Regions from separate parts of the Zea mays genome. Here region 1 is linked to region 2. A link is a contact called in public Hi-C data. All regions are on one chromosome and are shown on one strand. Each heading gives the region's core, a stretch centred on a gene start, on an enhancer-like site or on the middle of the called end of the contact. The rest is flanking DNA. Distances are from core to core; before and after follow the strand shown.

Region 1 (7,058 bases), core at 3,496-5,995, 130 kb before region 2:
AGACGGGAAGAAATGGAAAAAAAGAAGTCCCAGGCGGCCAGGCGCTTTGCAGTGCCGCCGCCGCTGAGTCTTTGGGCCCAAGCCTAAAAAAGGCCCAGCACTGCACCCAACTGGGCCCTAGGGTTGAGAAGCATCTCTCACAGCATGAGGCCTTGGCTAGCCCATACATAATTAAGCCCAGGACCAAGAACATGCGCGTGCCGAGGACGGATGATTGAGAAATAGAAAAGCTGCGACACGCTCCTAGCCCCCTAGGCGAGGACGGAGAGCCACGCGACGAGCGGGGTGCCGACCGAGGAGGACGAGACGAGCCCCGCGGGCACCATCCACAGCATCGCTTTCATGAAACCCTACCATGCTGCACTTGAACCAATACCGGAATATTCATTCCGCTGGCGAAAGGGCTAGAAATTCGTAGCGCCTTACATTCTGAAACCCCACCACGCTGCATTTGATCCGGCTGCATCTGATAGGGAACTGTGGCAGCGGACCGGCTCAAGTCAAAGCACACGTACGTATCTATCTACTTTGACGGGATAAAACGTTTGCGTCTCCATGCTTCTTTCAACTTGACGTCGACGCCGGCTTGATGGGGATGGATAGGAAAACGCCAGCGAGAAAGGTCCCAGGACAATGACAACATTTTCAAGATTAAGTGGATGGATTCGGTTCATGTACTTCCCAATGAGTCTAGAGTTGCTCTCGTAGTCGTAGGATCAAGAACTGCGGCAGAGTTGCTTGCCTTTCTGGCCCTGCGGTGCTTACTCCTTGTCCTTGCTGTTCAAAGGGTGTGTAGACAATCACAAGCTAAGTTGTTGTTTATTCACGAAATATAATAATAATGATAATGATTCGATTTTAAGTACCAACGGCAATAGGTTTGAATAGATCGATACCAATTCACAGTGTGGTATCTATAGATGACCAATAAGCACGAGGCCTGCGAGTCCGGTACGGCCCGGGCCGGCCCGGCACGAATAAGCGGGCCAGGCTCGGACAGAAAACTAGGTACGATGAGCTAGTCGGCACGGCCCGTTTACCTCAAAGCCCGTTAAACCCATTTTTTGCACTAAAACGTGCTTACCGGCCCGCTTAACCCGTTTTTTCGTGCTCAACGGGCCGGGCTCAGACAGAAAATCGAGCCCGCGGGCTTAGACGGTCCGATACGATTTTCTAACCGTGCCTGGTGGGCCGAGCCCAAAACGAGCCGGGCTTCACCGGGCCGGACCAGCGCGGCCCGTTTGGCCATCTTTAGTGGTATCTGATTATAGTTAGACTTAAACAAATATAATTTAACATTATCAATTATCCATTACGTTATAAAATATGTAAAACCAAATGACATCTAAATGTCGAAAACTTTTCCACTACTAAGACCCGCCTCCAACAGCTTACCCATTAACTCATATATTTTGCATGGTAGATTATATTGTTTGTATAGTGAGCTTTGAATACATTCTTGTATAGTGAAGTTTAAATATAAGAACGTAGATGAGTAAGTTGATAGAGATAGTCTAAGGGTAGATTAAGCACAAAGCAATTCGGAGTCACCCTCCAAATGAAAATCACACACGAGATTCTATCTGACAAACTAAGAAAAATCACTAGTGCATGATAGCTTCTTAACAATTAGGACAGCAATAAGTGAACAGCTGACATAGTCACATATACACCCAAATCAGTACTAATAATGGGGCCAATGCCTTCTAGGCACACAATCTAGGAGAATAGCCGAAGACCTACACAGTAAACAAGCTGCAGAGAAATACAGGTGTGTCAATATTATCCACTGCACAGGCATGCCCTATACACATGCTTGCTCCGCTTCATCTGACTTCTTCATGGACCTACTCAGCTGAAACACAGGGTGCCTGCAGAGCCTCCCTACCCCTTTCCTAAATTTAAACTTGTCAAAGAGACCTTCCTCGCTGTTGTTACTGAACTCATTTTGGCCGGTCAAACCGGTGTCCAATGGAGTGATCTCACTGTTACTTCTCTGGTCACCTCTACCGCTGTCATGATTCTTGGGTCCATCTGTGCTGCCTTGCGTCTCATGGTGAAGAGCTTCTTCCACTCTAAAAAGGAACTGGTCAAACTTAGCCTCATCAACCATAGGATACTCTACATTTTGCTGACTTGAACAGACGAAGAGCATGTCCAACTGTTCTACAGTTTGAGGCTCATCTTTGTCGCTCGGGGAACCAGAGCTCGATGGGAACGCCCTGGCTACTTTAGCAGCCTCCTCCCTTTCTTTTACAGTTCTCAAGATCAATGTCTTGAGGAAATTCATCACTTGAACGGCATGTATCAAAGCAGTCAAGGGGTCCGCCATCTGAAAGGGATGAATGCTCCGTGGTTAGACTACGGATTTTGAAGAGAGAGAAAAAAGGTACGCTGAGAGAAACAAATATGCTTGTCAGTAACCTTGGTCATATTCGGTGCGAAAACCATAGCGATGTTGCGAGCGTTCATCTTGTTGTAGCTTTCGTTTTCCACGACATCTGCCATGAGACTGATGGCCCATTCAAGCAATGCTGCTTCGACAGGAGGTAGGGTGCTTGCAAGATGGCTACACTCTTCTTCAGTGTTGCAGTGCATCACTTGTTCTGGAGTCAACGAGTCCAGTACTCCACTTGGAAGTTCCCGGAACCATGCCTATAATCAGCAACACATACATTAATGATGACTAATGTAGACGAGAAGCTAAATGAAAAGGAATCTTAATCTGCCGAGCTATAGTTTGTGCTTCGTACTGATCGGTGTACTGATTATTGGGTGTGTCTCAATGAACATATTTAAAGACTTAAGGAATCTTTAAATTTTAGACAATGACACTGCTAATGCGTATATGCAAAAGTTTGTTACGTTAATAAAACAAAGGCGATGCAAAAGGAAGAAAAAAAATTCAAAGGTAAACACTCGAACAAACCTTCATCAGTCCGGCAAGGCAGTGCAAATCAACACCATCTGGAACAATCCCCCTGTTTAGTTGATCCCTCACATATAGTTCCTGGCTATTGTCTGCATTTATCCTGAATATCCCTTCAGCCTGTTAGAACAAGAAAAAAAATCAGAACAACCAGTACCAATGCTGCCACTCTGATTTCAGAATTTTGGGATCTGTTACCTGAAGACCCCCAAGTGAATATAACTTCTTTTGCATAGTCAAGAGTATAGTTGGCACACTGTTTCCTCTTCTATCATACGAGCACTGCATGGAAGTTGGTGAAACTCCAAATACGCTCACACTGTATGCAGAAATAAACCATTCAGTAAACCTAAATACAGCTAGGCTTCAGGAAATATGGACGTTCAGGATTCAACGTGCGTCGAGGAAAAACAAACAACTATTTGTCGTAAACACAAGTGCAACTCAAAGGCTATGGATACCAGGACACTGCAACAGATAAACACTAACTAAACAAAACCGCTAATAAACTCAAGTACCTTTCCCTGCCAGGAAATGAATATAGAAAACTAAAAAGGACGGAGCAACACAATATCCCACTCCATCGCAAGTACAAACAGACCAATTTCCCACAGGAAAAGCACTTTAGAATATTCCCCAGTAGTTGAACTTGGTCATGTCAGCCTTGGAAACAGCAGTTGTCCTGTAAATGAGGTCACGATCACAAAGCAACAGCATCATCGGCTCATCCTATGTAATCCCGAAAGCTAAACATCTATCGTACTGTGGCATCTTTGTTCAGTTAGGTGGCGAATAGGCGCCCCGTGCCTACACGGGCAGGGTCAGGCACGGCAGTATTTTGATCGGGCCAGACAGGGCACGCCGACCTCGCCGTGGCAGACTACGAGCTGCTAGCTCGGCTTGTCGGAGGCACGGCAGGCAATACAGTGGCGTGCCGCTCACCAGCCCAACACCTACCTAACATACGTATCTATGTCGAGAACTCCAGATTCATATACGTATCTAACATGTCCAGAACTCCTGATTCACCCAAGTGAGCTTAACGTAGAGTGACATGTATAGGCAGCGCTGTTGGACAACTTAACTTTAACGTCAGAACAACGCAAAATTCAGTTCAACCAGACACCAAATTCCAAATTTCTAGGGGCGGATCCCAGTCGCAGAGTTCACCCACAAAATTGCCTGGGAATCCCGGGCAGGAAACGATGCGCATAGACAGATCAAACAAATGGGGAGTAAAAGGTGTTGGAACACTGACCTGGCGCTCGGCACGGGGCGAGGCACGTCGGGCTCGAGGTCAGCGGGGAGGCCGAGGAAGCCAACGAAGCGGTCGAAGGTGACGTGCGAGACGTGCCGCACATCCGTTGGTCCCCCTATCTGCATACCACCCGGGGGAGTCGCCCCGTCCTCCTCCTGCTCCGGCTCGCGCACGCCGGCGCCGGCGCTGCTGCTGCACAGCATGAGCGACCTCCGGAGCGCCCCCGTCACCATCTCGACCACGGACACCCCTCCCCTGGCCTCCGTTGCCGGAAGCATCAGCGGAGACGAAACCGTCACCTCATCCATCTCCTCCTCCTCCTCCTCCCCCTCGAACTCCTCCTCCTCGTCTTCCTCTTCCTCTCCTTCCTCCTCTTCCTCCTCCTCGTAGGAGTCAGTGTCGCAGTGGGATAGGGGGATCTGGTGGCCGAAGCGGATCTCGGACGACAGCGCCATGGGATTCTAACCCCGCGACAGGCAAAAGAGTGGAGGGAAGGTGGGAGAGAAGTGGGCGGCGAGCGGCGGCGGCGTGGTGCGTTGTTTTGTAGGCAAAAGCCTGGCTGGACGCTGTGTCTGGTTAATGGATAGTGCCATAGTGGTTACTGCTAGTTTATACAACAGGCAAAGGCAACCAGTTCATTCCTTGCGGCTGGTCGTTGGATCAGCCGCTTGCTTGTTTCCGTCCGGATGGTGCTTTTGACTGCATCCTAGCCTCAAATAAAATAGATGGATTAAGACCCTGTTCAGATGCCTATATATAATAGTAATATGCTAGTAGTTATCGCTTTTAGATCTAAAATATATAGCTAATAAAATAACTAATTGTTAATAATTACCTTTGTTATCTCAACATGTACAAGTAATAAAAATAGGTAATTGTTAACTGAACCTCTAGGTAATAACTATCTCACTAGTTAAAAAAATCCGATTATAGTAGCTAATAGTTATCCTAGTAGCATCTGTTATCAGTTCTAAACACACTTCAGTTAATAGTTAGCTAACTATATCATTAAATATGAGTTATTAGCTAGTTAATTATTAGCCGATAATAATAAATCTAAACAGGTCTAAAAGAGAGGGCCAGTCAGTCAGCACTGGGATTATGATATCTTATAATCTTTAATGATGCTGGTGACGTTGAAAAGAGGCGGCTGCCTTGCTTGTTGCTTCCAGCAGCTGGGCCAGTGTTGGGTGCCTAGGAAACGAGTGAACCAGAAGAGAGAAATTTTAGTTAACTGCGTACTTGGAACAGAAAGATTTGTCTAGAAAGGTTTATATTGTATATATATAGTAACATTGCAGGTCCAAAAATCATCTTTCTAAACAGACTTGTAAAGGCACTAGAAGATTTGGCTATATATAAAGAAACACAGATGGTTAGATTTCTCCAAATCATTAGTTTTTTTTTAGCTTACTATCTTCTACAGTTCTAGCGTCCTACAAACGGCTCTTATTGCCCTACGACGCTACGATTCATGTGTCGTGGAGCCGGCACTGAATTAAAATTAACTATTTAAACTATAATCTATAGAGACAAATAAACATTATAAAAACAACAGAAGTTGATACGGATTAAAGCATGGGCTAGTTCTAGGGTCGTTCACCTCGTGGCTCACGCACCATCGCATCTCATGGTAAGACTGAGCGCAACGGTGAACGCTACCGCGCCCCCTCCCCTCGCATGTCGGCTGTAGGGGGCACCCTATGGTCGCAGCGGTGCCCCCTACAGCGCCCCCTACGTGTCGGTCTCCTTCTCTCTCCCCCCAGATCTAGCGTGTCACTGTTCATCACCCTAAACACTGTGCTGTGGGTCCACGAGTAATTGTTAGTAGATAAAAAATTGATAGTTGGTATAGAAAATGATATTTTATAGTGGTAGTGGGGTATAGAGGGAGTATTTAGGGGGAACCGCTGCGGGAGATGAAAAAATAGGGGGGGGAAATAGGGGGGGAAAGTGATATAGGGGGAAAAATTTAGAGGTAACGGTTGCGGATAGCCTAAACTAAGGGGGTGTTTGGTTTGCCCCTGCTAAAATTTAGCCTCTACCACATCGAATGTTTGAACTTCCGTTCGGGTATTAAATGTAGTCGGATTATAAAACTAATTTCTCAGCCGAAGATTAAAAAGTGAGACGAATCTAGTACAGTTGGTTGGGTCTATATTTCATACTCCTACTTAAAAGTCAAACGCTTGATGTGACCCGGGCTAAACTTTAGTCCACAGAACCAAACACCCCTTAACAATACAAATACTGAAATACATATGGTCAGTAGTATGTACTACTACTGTGGAGCCCATGCATGGCTCTTGTGCGGTAGGATTGGCAGCAACAATAATGCCCCCAATCCATCGTACGCCCCATGGATAGCTGTGGTTTAGTACTGTATTCCGTACTACACGTACGCGCTGACATTGATACTGCGTAGTACTATATTATGACTCATCGTTATGACCTGTGGTCACCGAAGAAAAAAAAAGGTGTTGCTGGAATGGAATTGGACGTGCGCTGATGGTAGCTAGAGTGAGAGGCCAAAACGGTCGAGACCCCTCCGGGACAGTTACATTGTACTCCGACAGTTCTAAAGCTTGTTTTAATTTGCTTGAAGACTTTTAAATTGAACCAAATTATTAAATAAAAATACAAAAATATAATCGAATAGGCATACTATAAAAACGGTACTCGTTTGATATTTAAATATTATTATTTTATTCTATTTGTGGTCGGATTTGAAATACTTTATCAATAAATTATAATTTAAAAAACACATGGAGCATGACCAGTACAAATTCGATATTCATGATGCCATGATGACCTACCTGCTACAAGTTGGGTTGCCATAGACGATAGTACAGTAGTCAGGGAGGACAGGAC
Region 2 (6,827 bases), core at 567-3,066:
GCCCGCGACGCAGCGGCGGAGGTCGTCCGGGTGCGCGAAGTAGTTGAACCGCACCGAAGGGTTGTCGTCGGGGTTCAGGTTGCGGAGCGCCAGCTGGCCCACGGACTGCGGGCCCAGCACCTTCTCCAGGATGAACCCGCCCCGGAGCGCCGCGTCGGGGACCTGGCTCATGGCCTCCACGGCGCGCGCGATGGCCTCCGGCGTCCGCTCCTTGGGCGGCACCGTCGCGAGCTGCCCCGTCTGCGAGCGACAAACACACGTCTCTACTCCATGTCCATTGTGCACCTCTGTCTGATCCGTATAAAAGCACTAGTAGGGGGAGAGCGAACGTTTACCTGCGGAGAGAACATGCCGAAGTTCCGAGGAGGAGGAGGAGGAGGCTGCGTGCCCGAGGGGTGGCTGTTCCAGTTGGCCCCGCTGGCGCCCTCGATGTAGCTGCCGAACCGGGTGATCCCGACCACCTGGATCAGCGACACCTCCACCGGCGACGGCGACGGCACGTAGATGGCGTTCATGGGGTTATCTGACATGCCCTGCCCCACGCCCGGCAGGTCCAGGATCACGTCGATGCCGAGCGAGCGGAGGTGGTCGGCCGGGCCGATGCCGCTGAGCATCAGCTGCTGCGGGCTGCCCAGCGCCCCCGCCGACAGGATGACCTCGCTGGCGGCGCCGGGGCTGAGGTACGCCTCGTGAGTGTTGCCTCGCGAGTCGTAGTACACAACGCCGTCCGCCACCGGCTTGGTTCCTGCAACGAAATATTGGCGCGCCGATCAGTTCTCCGCCCTCCAAAGCGCGTGACGCCGACAAAGACGCCACAGACAGGTACTACAGTTACATTTACCTGCAACCGTTCCTTAATACCGTTACACTCACTCGCTCTTTATTCTTTAATAACAAATATTACCGGATTTGGCATTTCAATTATACCTTTGAAACGGAACAAGATCTTGGCCACTCTCGCCCGGAGGTACAGGTCGATGCCGTCCGGGTTGGCGTACCGGAGCAAGTCCGCCGCCGTGTGCCGGCGGCCGTCGGCGTCGAAGATGGAGCCGCCGACCTTTGTCCCCGGGATGTGGTCGTACGTGGCCCCGTTGTCCGGCAGCACGCCGGTCTCCAGCAGGCCCATCCGCACGGCGGCCTGCCACGGGCCCAGCGCCGGGCGGAACGCGACCACGTCCTCCACCCACCGGTACGCCGCCCGCACCTCCCTGGGGTCCCAGCCGGCGGCCCTGACGTAGCCCGCGCCGGCGCGCGTGAAGAAGCCGGCGTTGATGCAGCTGCCGCCGCCCAGCACGCGCGGGCGGGAGTTGATCACGCCGTCCTCCGACACGAACCGCTGCGACGGGGACGACGCCGACGTGTCCGCCAGCACGTCCGAGAAGTGGGCCATGTTCAGGACGCGCGCGTCCTCGTACGGAGAGCCCCCGCGCTCCAGCAGCAGCACCCGCGCGCGGGCCGACAGGGTGGCCGCCAGCGGGCAGCCCGCCGTGCCGCCGCCGACTATGATGTAGTCGTAGAAGCCCGTCCGCGGCGCGTGCACCGCGTCCTTCATGAACGTGTAGTTCGCAGCCCGCGCTGCCACGCACGCACGCACGCGTCACAAAAGGAGTGAAGAGTCGTCAGTCAGGCACAACGTGCAAGGTGCAACAGTGACGAGCGACTCTGACATTAGAAACTAGAAGACGAGCGGTCACCTTGTTGAGAGATGCACACAAGTGCGAAGAAGCTTGCGACGGTGAGGATGGTGGCCATTGTTCGTGCTGAGCTCAGAAGAGAAGCCGTTAATTGGATCGCCAGGAAGGAAGCTGTTGGGTTTCGAGTGTGATGATGGTGTCAACTCTCAGAGGTTCGTGTGCTTATATACTACTAGCAAGCAATCAGAGGTTGCTGAAGAAACTGTTCTTGGGGTGAGTTGGTAGTTTGTTTGTTTGTTGCGGTTTGAGCTGACACACCGGCTCTTTTGGTCTCAATGGTCCGCAGCCTTTGTGTCACTCTCTCCTCGGAAGTCTCCTCCTGGCGAGTCGTAGTTGTCCATAGGCAAAATAAACATTTGATTTTGCACAGCTTCACCGAGCATGCCATGAGTGTGAGGAAAGAAAGGCCTCAACAACCCGTCGGGAAGAACTGCCAGCGGCTTTTTTTTTACTTGGTTGCACAATTACGCAACAACCTTGTGTTCGCGCGGTGCCTCGCATCAACACTCAAACATGTATGGTGTTCAGTGCTAGTATATCCTATTCAAGGAATCTGGCAAATGAATTTCTGAACTTGAAACCCTAACGGCAATTTTGAACTTGCCATGTCAGCAACCGAAGGGGAGAATAGCAGGAAGGCGATGTGGGGGTGAGGACAGGATTCTTGCAGTCCGAGGACGAGAGCTCTTCCTGCCTTCCTGGTAATGCAATTGTTGGGCTGGGCCGACACATGAGGAGCGATGACAGGGTACTTCAGTAGGGCATTTTATTTAACGCGCACGTGTCATGTTACAGCCGTAGCAAGTTCGCAACACTACAGGCGTCGATACACATGGACCGCTCGTCCACCCGCAGGCCGCAGCAGTTTACATTAGCAGCAGCAGCCCGAAAATTTTCAGCGTCACTGCAAGACGCAATTCGGCAACTTGTATAAGAGGGAGAGGAGTTCATCGACCGGTAATCAGTAGAGTGAGTTGTAAGTGCAGAACGTCGCGACGATAGATGCTAGACAGATCACCAAGGACGGCAGGAGGGTGGCGTTCAGGAGGCGGCCCTGCCCCAGATAGCCAGCGGCCGTGATGGTCATGTCAGCGGCAACGCGGGCCAGCGTGCCGGCCTCCGTCGAGAGCAGCCCGCCGTTGTAGGTCCCGCGGGAGAGCCTCGACGACATCACGCGGGAGAGGAGGGACAAGTTCACCCCTGCAACGCATTGCTCACAGGCGGTCAGAGACACGTGGGGGGGGGGGGGGGGGGGGGGGGGATGATGACTACTTGAAAAACACCGCGCGCAGCTTCAAAGTTCTGCAGTCGCCACTTACCTTCGAGCACCTCGGCGAACACGAACGTGATGAGAGCTGACGTGACATACTGGGGGACGGAGTAGTGAGGGGTGAAGCAGAAGCTCATGACGATGCCGATCAACACCATGATCTCGGAGGCCACCAGGATTTGCCTTTGGTAGTTGAGCAAGAAAAAGAAAACAAGTGCAGGATTAGCAAAACGCGGGTTGGTCTGATGGTCTCTCCGGTCCGGCTTTCAGAGTAAGCGAATAACGAACATCATGCACGTACCTGTCCTGGAACAGGTTGGTGACGTAGCTCCCAACGATGACATTAACTGGGAGAACCGTCAGACCAAGAACTGCCAGAAAGATCGCCACGGTACTAGTTGTCCACTTGAAATAGAACGTGGTCACGACACTCGACTCCGAGAGTAGGATTTCCATGGCGAACTTGAGCATGAAGTAGATCAGTAGCTGAACCTGAGAAGTTTCAGAGAACAGACGTGAAGCTAATATATGCAGAGGAAACGGTGAGGAGGTGACGCACCGTGTGTCCATGATAGTAAAGGGCAAAACATCTGGAAAAAAAAATTGGTAGAGTATGGAACCTTCACAGATGGTGTCAGCAATCTGTATGCTGCAGCAAGCGATGTGGCAGGTGTATGAGATTCTTCGGGGTCGTCATTGTCCTCGTCGTCCTCATCCTGCCCTGCCTTTGCGTCTATGAGCAAAGGCTCTCCGAGGCCACCCTCCAAGTTACCGCTTACTCGACGGCCTGTTTTGACCGCGAGAAACTGTGTAAGGCCACGTTTTGAAAGCATATGCTTCCTGACAGCGATAAGAGTCGCGTTTTTTTCTAAATCACGCAAAGTAAAAAGAGCTTACCAGAATCAGATGATTGCGTGCTGACTGAATTCTCTGTGGCAATGTGGCCCGGCTCTTTGAATGAAATCCACAGCCAGAACAAATATGCAATCCAAGCAAGGCACATGACCCACCCAGGCAAGGTGTTCTGATTGAATGTAAGCCCATAAATCTTAAACTTTGTCTGCAGCAGACCGGCAAGAGCGGGACCACATGCCATTCCAAGAGCGCTAGCGCTGACAAACCCAGCCGACGCCTGCAGCCTGGTTTTCAGGGGTACACAGTCGCTGATGTAGCGGCGGTTCACGGCTCTGGCCGAACCCAAACTGCAGATGATTGCCAAATTTAATCAAACGTCAGTTTCTGATTTCTACCGAGAAAAAAAAACAAGGAGATAATAGTGACTATACCCGCACAGTAGCCGGCCAGCAATAAGAACAGTTAGGGAATTCAGATCGTATGCCAAAGCATACAATAGGTTCCCCAGAAACAACATGATGCAGCTAAATACGAGGGGTCTGAAGTACGATCTGTTCGACCAGGCACTGAAATATACCGAGGAGAAGATTTGTGCAACTGCCATTGATCCGATAATCACACCGCAAACAGTCGCTGCAGCTCCGAGGCTTACTGAATAGTCATCGGCAGTTGGAACGATGATGTATGTGTTAACCATGTACAGAAACGTGTTTACTAGGTTCAGCAGCAGTGACAGGAAATGGTAATCCTTGTCATCACCGAGATCTGAGCCGCTCTGCATATCCCCCGGAACGATAAGTGCATGCTGCCCTAGAAATTGCAGAAAGCTTGTGGAGTGTGTGAGTTTCTGTACTGAGTGATTTATTTGTTCTATGACGGGATCCTGCAAATGAGAAGAAAAGGTGAGCATGTTGACTTTAGAGTTCAGATCATATGGGAACACATTACATGGTTAACATGGTAGAAAAGGAAACTGAGACCTTCAAGATGAGTGATGGGTAATCATAGATATTTGCTAGGCTTCCTTGATGATCTTGTAGATAAGAAAGGTTGCGAGACAAAGCACCAACAACAGCCACGACTCCCTGTATTTCAAGAACTGCAATTAGAGGAAAAGAATGATCCTTTTTTCAAATAGAAAGGACGCAGTAGCATGATAATTTACCACTTGCTTGAAGATCTGCTGGAGCTGAGAATAAGGATGGTTTGCTCGAGTAGAGACGTAATAATCTGTAAACTTATAGCCAAAGCGCTTATCGAACTTCTTAAGTATCTTCCGGATACCAGTAGCGTTCGAATCAAGAAACCTAAGTAGCTTCACAAGATCATATCCAACTTCCCTGTAAGCCTGGCGTATTTGACAAATTTGGGATACATCAGACCGTTCCATAAGCACGACACGCTGTTCTCCTAAATTCTCGATCCTCCTAGCAAGATGACCTTGTTGTTGCAGAAGAAATAGCACAATCTTTTCAATCTACGAGAAAGAAGCTTATGTGAACAAGCTGTTGGTAAGATAGCACCATGCAACTGAAGATGGACATTTTGGTGTTGTTAGTTGGGAGGTGGGGGTGGGGATAAGCTCAATGGTACCTGATCATCAAGCATCCTTGAGAACTCCTTAAGAACCTGGTCACGATTTTTTCCACCAGTTTGGGTCTGCTGTACATACTGTTTTACCTTTTTCTTCATCATCTTATAATTAATATAGTACCTGTAGAAAGCAGAGACAGAGAGAGAGAGAGAGAGAGAATAATGTTATGGATAATTTTTAAGGAAAAACTTGTTAATATTGTGAAAAAATGATGTATCATAAGAAGTGGAACTGAAGAGAGCTCTAGGTATACAGAACTATCGGGTATATAAAGAGTCCTGCAATTATATTTCTCGATTTTCATTGTTATTTCAGTATAGCACAATTAACAAAGAGCCTTATATATAGCTTGATGGTTCAACCTTCAGTTTCATTTCTAACCTCAAAGGTTCAAAGTAAGAGCAGCAGTACGGACATTTTAACTAAATATCTATGTATGCATATCTCTAGTTACATAATGAGACCATAGCTTAAAGTGATTGGAAATTTTCTGAGTGCCGAAGCAACTTACTCTCGCCACTCCTCCAACTGGTCTGCCATCAATTTCTTACCGAAATTAACCATCTTGGTTTCAGCACCTGAAACTGAAAAGGATGGTTATTATGACTCTATTTTCAGTCGAGTTGTATGCACTTAGATAAAAAAAAGACCGAACAATAAATCTTAATGAAGTCCCTGCCGTAATTTAATATAGAACACATCTTAAGTGCTAAAGTGCGGATCAAAGGTCACCCTGCATGAAGGCGAAAAATACCCAAAGCCCCACATGCCACTGACTAATTGGACAAAAAGGCACTTTACAGTCGAGAACCTAAGATAACATTGAAGTTTCTGGGCAAAGCAAAGTAAAATAACAAAAAAAATTCTAGACAGATCCAAAAGAATATGGCACGTGGCAAGCAAGGTGACATAGAATCGTCTAGTGACATTGCCGAATCAAGCCACTTTAGGATGCTCCTTCGCTGTCCAGGATATACAGTAACACTAATACACAGAAACGGCTCTAGGGACTCCCAAGAGCTAAGCACCTTTATGACGACATCCTTTACGATCTTCCTGAACATGCTACCCGTGGAGAGAACTGCCCATGTAGGGTTAATTTGGAAACTAAAATCCCCTAAGGATCCCTGCATTTTCCAAGGTGAGCAATCTCAGGGATATTGTTTACATAAGGGCTAGTTTGGGAACCACATTTTTTCAAGGGATTTCAATTTTTCTAGAGGAAATTAGTTCATTTTCCTTTGGGAAAATAGAAATCCCATAGAAAAATAGAGTTCTCAAACTACCCTAAGATATTTAGTTATTTGTGGAAAGTTTTGTCTCCCTAGATATATCTCCCCTTTGTTGTAAACCAGCCCGGAAATTAGTAAAGCCCTAGTGTGTCTGGATGGAAAGTGAAAGTGCAATGCATACT

The links. Hi-C and Micro-C count contacts between places; a contact is called where the count stands out from the background.
Region 1: a Hi-C map of tassel shows a contact between it and region 2, with 2.1 times the contacts expected there. The contact joins the promoter of LOC100284449 here to the promoter of LOC100283366 in region 2. A contact is called at or near these places in 3 of 25 Hi-C or Micro-C datasets (ear, leaf and tassel).

The regions. Positions count from the first base shown.
Region 1 is chr5:204,071,950-204,079,007 of Zm-B73-REFERENCE-NAM-5.0, reverse strand. LOC100284449 reads right to left here and starts at 4,745. Exons shown (of 5, transcript NM_001371996.1): 1 at 4,188-4,745; 2 at 3,128-3,248; 3 at 2,930-3,049; 4 at 2,425-2,655; 5 at 1,612-2,332. The coding sequence starts at 4,642. The coding sequence ends at 1,805.
Region 2 is chr5:203,934,676-203,941,502 of Zm-B73-REFERENCE-NAM-5.0, reverse strand. LOC100283366 (protein HOTHEAD) reads right to left here and starts at 1,816. Exons shown (of 4, transcript NM_001367101.1): 1 at 1,695-1,816; 2 at 928-1,575; 3 at 336-745; 4 at 1-240. The coding sequence starts at 1,752. LOC100501893 (SPX domain-containing membrane protein) reads right to left here. Exons shown (of 11, transcript NM_001196532.1): 2 at 5,925-5,997; 3 at 5,413-5,533; 4 at 4,985-5,296; 5 at 4,800-4,904; 6 at 4,251-4,702; 7 at 3,862-4,166; 8 at 3,585-3,751; 9 at 3,266-3,456; 10 at 3,014-3,147; 11 at 2,449-2,894. The coding sequence starts at 5,977. The coding sequence ends at 2,656.